Linked DNA regions of Podarcis muralis: region 2 is linked to region 1. A link is a contact called in public Hi-C data. All regions are on one chromosome and are shown on one strand. The core of a region is the stretch at or near the end of the contact, and the rest is flanking DNA. Distances in the headings are between cores, read along the strand shown.

Evidence for each region. A called contact is a pair of places that touch in the nucleus more often than the background predicts.
Region 2: a contact with region 1 is called in a Hi-C map of blood, with 4 times the contacts expected there. The contact joins the promoter of STK33 here to the promoter of DENND2B in region 1. A contact is called at or near these places in 2 of 3 Hi-C or Micro-C datasets (blood and tail).

Annotation. Positions count from the first base shown.
Region 1 is chr1:68,904,593-68,907,292 of rPodMur119.hap1.1, reverse strand. It overlaps DENND2B (DENN domain containing 2B), which reads right to left and starts at 1,253. Exons shown (of 21, transcript XM_077930615.1): 1 at 724-1,253.
Region 2 is chr1:69,141,181-69,143,880 of rPodMur119.hap1.1, reverse strand. It overlaps STK33 (serine/threonine kinase 33), which reads right to left and starts at 1,304. Exons shown (of 16, transcript XM_028732017.2): 1 at 1,071-1,304.

The sequences.
Region 1 (2,700 bases), core at 4-2,503:
TGTGGTATGTCGCTTGGGTGTCAGTACTCATTCATTTCTATATCTGACTAAATAATAGCGGATGGGTCCAGATATCAATAACATTTATAGGCAGATCCCCGGAATCAAAAGAATCTTTTTTTAAAAAAAAAGTTTTCTTCCCAGACGTGTTATCGGTGAGAAACAGCTGGCGAAAGGGGTGAGCACGGTGCGTAAGCGCCACCTATCCTCCTAAACCGGGCAGTGCAAGTCGATTTATGGGAAGGGGAGAAAGAATACGCTCCCTCCTTCCTCATCTCGAAGGTGCCCTGAACCCCCTCCAAGCAAAGAGCTAGAAAATACCCCGAAACAACCCGAACATTACGAGCAAGCAAGCAAAGTCCGAGCCCCGGGTCGCATGCAAGGAAGACCCAAAGGTGGATCTCCGGGGGGGGGGGGGCTCGCCTGCCCGGCGTCCCTCCTCTTCCCTTCGCGCCGAGGTGGATCTATTGTTCTTCCCAGAGAACTGCCGGGCGCTCGCCCCGTCCAAGCGCTGTCTCAGCCGCAGAGACGCAGGCAGCCCTTTCCCTGAGGAGCGCCGCAGAAGAAGCTTCTCCCCTCCCCATTCCCTGGAAAAAGCGAAACCCGAAGCCTTCCAGATGGCAACTGCAATCGCCTCCTGGGCTCTCCCGTGTGTAGGAAACGAGAGAGACCCTCTCGGGCCGCCCCGCCAGCCAGAGCCCGGCGTCTCTCCTTCTCCCTTACCTGGGCTGCTGCCCTGCGCTGGAAGAAGTGCAGATGTCGAGTCCAGCTGTTGCAGCTCGCCGGAGATCGCCTCCAGTTCTGATCTCTTCGCTTGGCCAGATGCAACTCTCTCTCTCTCTTCTCCCCCCCCCCCCCTCAACCTCCCTCGCTTTTTTTTCCTAAAAGAGAATCTGGAAACGCGCGGGGGGAGGGGAGGGCGAGACAGAGAAATATGCCAAGACAGGAAGTGGAGACAGCGAGGGCCAGTGCGGGAGATTAATGGGATCCAGTAACCCGGCGGCCGGCAACGAAAGCGGCTCCCTGGGGCGAGAGGGCTTCTGCCGCAGCCCGCCTTAGCCCACGACGGCCGAGGGGGCGGTGGCGGGCGGTCCAGAGCGGGAAGCCCCGGCCGTTGCCAGACCACGGCGAGCTTCCCAACTTCCTCTCTCCCTCAGACTCTCATCCCAAGGAAACGGGGGGCGGGGGACTATTCTCCGCTCTTGGCTCACAGGATCAAGCTGGAACTGGGAGGAAGGGGTCTCCAGCCCCCGAGCTTCGTAGCAGGAGTCTGTTTGCTGAGTTTTCACGGGGTCTCGGTGGGGGGGGGGGTCACGAGTGGCGCTCACCTGAGGCGAACGAAAGAGCGTGAGAAGCCACTCGCGACCGTCCCCCGATCCAGCCCTAACCCCCCCCCCCCCCGCAGCCGTCGCAATAAAAGCTCTCCCTGCTGAGGAGCATCTGGTTCCAATCACGAGGAAAAAGTGGATCGCTTCTTATGCATGAAAACGGGGAAGCGGGGAGGGGGGCCCTCGTTGGAGCCGCCGGCAGCTTTAAAGTTTCCTCGCTCGCCGTTCACCCTTTGGAGACGCCGGGTTCTCCTTCATTTTTTTTGCGCGCCAACGCGAGTTCCGGTTCACACTGCCGGGCGCCCTCTCGCCCCCCGCAAGCTCTTGGTTGATCAGTTATTTGACGACCAAGTCGATCCATATCAACGGATCCTAAGAGTTGGGAGGGACCTCCAAGGTCATCTATTGTCACCCGCCAGGAGATGGAGGAAATCTGCTGTGTTAATTGTTGTTTAGTCGTTTAGTCGTGTCCGACTCTTCGTGACCCCATGGACCAGAGCACGCCAGGCACCTCTGTCCTCCACTACCTCCCGCAGTTTGGTCAAACTCATGCTGGTAACCTCGAAAACACTATCCAACCATCTCGTCCTCTGTCACCCCCTTCTCCTTGTGCCCTCCATCTTTCCCAGCATCAGTGTCTTCTCCAGGGAGTCTTCTCTTCTCATGAGGTGGCCAAAGTATTGGAGCCTCATCTTCACGATCTGTCCTTCCAGTGAGCACTCAGGGCTGATTTCCTTAAGAATGGGTGCGTTTGATCTTCTTGCAGTCCATGGGACTCTCAAGAGTCTTCTCCAGCACCATAATTCAAAAGCATCAATTCTTCGGCGATCAGCCTTCTTTATGGTCCAGCTCTCACTGTGTTAATAGCATCCCTGATAGGTGGTCAGCCAGCCTCCGCTTAAAAATATATCTCTTTAGGAGAATCCACCGCCTTCAGGGCTACCAACCCTGTTGGACCCATGGGCACATTTGCAAATCAGGGGGGAAAAAATGCTGTGAATACCACACACCCACCCCAACCAAGAACACACCGCAACCTATTTGCCTTCCTGGGCTCCTTTGGGTAGAAGGGAGGATACAATTTTAATAAATAAATCAAACATTATATTAGCTATACTGGGTGTATGGAATGTTAGGGGCAGGGTAGTACCTCTGGTGGGGGACGCATCATGCTCCTTTTTTTTTTTAATGATATTTATTAGAAGTTTTAAAATTACAGAGAAAAGAAGAAAAGAAAACAACAAAAAAATTTAACAAAGCATACATTACAATACATAAAAAAGACCCAAAAAACCATAAAAACCAATACAACAATACAGCAATAAAAAACACACATCCAATATTCCATATCTTAATCTTTCATTTACTTGTT
Region 2 (2,700 bases), core at 55-2,554, 240 kb before region 1:
ATGCACTTTTATTCTGTGAAGATACTATTGCTGTAAACTGGTTGGAGATGGCTTACGCTATAGCAGTGTATAAGTGCTTTTATAAATAAATCAAATGAATAAATAACAGGTGCGTTTAAGGCTGCAACATCACTGCCAGAGGAGATGTACCTCTCCTCCGTCCTCCACAAACCTGCCTACCCCGCGTATATATTCATGCAACGCTTTAGATCGATTTATTAAACTATAATAGCAGAGTAAGCTGCCACCAGCCTCTACGTTGCTTTTGCTGCTGCAGCCTAACCCGGCCGGCCCCTCTGAGAACGGATAACACGGCAGAATCTCCGAATAAGTGACCCAGCGGGTCACACGCGCGGATTGTGAGGGACCCCAAAGGAAGCTGGCTGACAAAAACACAAGCAGGTCCCTCCTTCGCCCGGCAGCCCCGAAAAGCGCCCACAAGCGGCGGAGATGCTGCGCTCCCCTCCCTGGAAGCGGCCGCTGCGGGCGCCCAAACGCAGCCGGCATCCTCTTCGTCGTCATGGCAACCGGACAACTTGCAGCCTCCCTCCCTGGCTCCCTCCCTCCTTCCCCCTCTCGCCCCTCGCTTCGCAGCGGCAAACGCACACACCTCACCGACCCCGCGGCCCTGCCGTGGCGGCTTTTTCCCGCCTCTCGGTCCCCGGCCGGCTCTTCAGCCCCTTCGCGCATGCAGAAACTTTTCTCCACAGCCGCCCAGCCTGGGCACCGCGGGTAGTACAGGGGCCTCGTAGGGACAAAGTAGCGCAGAGCGCGGAGACGTTCCTCCCTGCAACCCCCTCCCCCCGCCCTCCTCAGAGGCCGGCCGGCCCCACCTCAGGGAGGAGGAGGAGGAGGAAGGGGCGGTGGGACTTTCCCGTCTCCCCCTCGCTTTTCTCTCGGTAACAGAAGGGCGGGCGTTACCTCAGCCGACCGGCGCTCTGAGAGAACTTGCTCTTCGCTTTGAAAAAAGTTACATTTCAAAAACCGGCTGCAGCCGCCGCTCTGCCCCACCATTCCAGCCTCTAAGGAAACTTAGCAGGGCAATCTGGGAAGTAAATAGCAATGAATACCGTGGATCTTTCCCCTCAGAAAATAGGCTGGGAGTCTCTCAGCTCCCTGCGAAACTTGTCCGTTGGGATTGTCCTCTTTCTGATTTCGTGAGGCTCACTTGGCTCCGCAGTTCTTATTGCTGCTGCTGCTGCCTTGGATGCTCTTTCGCGTATAAGGAGTGGTGTGCTCAAGACATGGCCCCAGGAAGCAGGAAAGAGCCACTTGCACCGAGTACCATAATGTGCAATTCCTGCATCTTCCAAGTTCCTCACTTAGCAAGGCTGCTTTGTAAAGTTTCAAATGCCTTGCAAGGACTTACAGTATAAGCCGCAGACTGCCCCCTGACGCGGGGTTGTTGGAAACAAGAGGGTTAAAGGATCTTAGGCCGAGGTGGGGGGCTCCCGGACCAAGATACTTCGGTATCTGGAGGGGGGACAACCCCACTAGCTCCCACACCTCAGTGCAGCTTGCACAGGAGAACAGTAGAGTTGGAAGGGATCATGAGGGTCATCTAGTCCAACCCCATGCAATGCAGGAATGTTTCACCCAGTGTGGGGCTCAAACCCATGATCCTGGGATTAAGAGTCTCATGCTCTATGGACAGAGCTCAAATTATTGTGTCCTGTAAATCAAATATCCCACTCTGATGCCACTTTTTAACAGTGCCCAAAATATGCCCGTTGAGGCACCCTCTTCATCTTGCCTCACAACAGGATCACTTCTGAGCTTTTTAAACAACTTCTAACTGTGTGGCACTACATTATCTCTTTATTGTAGCAGGAAAACCCTCAATCGACACAAACAGCGCAATATACAATTTGCACAAGGGAGGGTACAATCTTGCTATGAGGAATGGGTGCTCTTTGCAACTCCTTACCTGTTATGCAGTCATTATGTCAGGAGTTCCTAAACTGTGGTCCATGGACCACAAGTGGTCTGCAAGTTTCATTCATGTGGTCCACAGTGTGTCTATCAATTTGTGGTTGAAGGCAACAGACATCAATCACATAAAATATTCATGTTGATTTTAATGGTATTTTTATTGCTTTTATTTCTTACATTGTGTTTTTTGTATTACAGTTTCAATGTTATGGACATACAAGGTAATAAGACATAAAAGAAGCAGTAAAATACAACTAATATTATACAGCATCTAGCACAGCACATTACAACTACTACAACAGTCAGGAAAATCATCAAGTGGTCTGTCAAGACCCTCAAAAATTTTCAAGTGATCCATGTGGAAAAAAGTTATGTCGACTAGAAGGGTGTTGTCACTGAAAATTTATATGTACAGAAATAACATGTAATACAGTCCTTTCTCGACTGTAGCAGGGTCCAACTGCAAGTGCGTTCTTTGCACATTTGGATCATGAGTAAATCAGGTAGATGACTCATCTTATTGACGTTAGCTTTTCATGTATAGAAAGGGAAACATTCAAACACAGTCTCAAGTAGTTACATAGATACACAATCTCCCAAGGAAGAGGTAACAATTAGCATGGGGGTGGTAGGTGTGCATACACATTCCATCTTTTAGGTGGTGTCACCTGTGCTAAACGTTCTGGTGTATCATTTGGTCTAACAGAGATGAACAAAATTTTATTGTGCTTGACACTGAAAAATTGTCCATCGTTCAGGGGCAGCCAG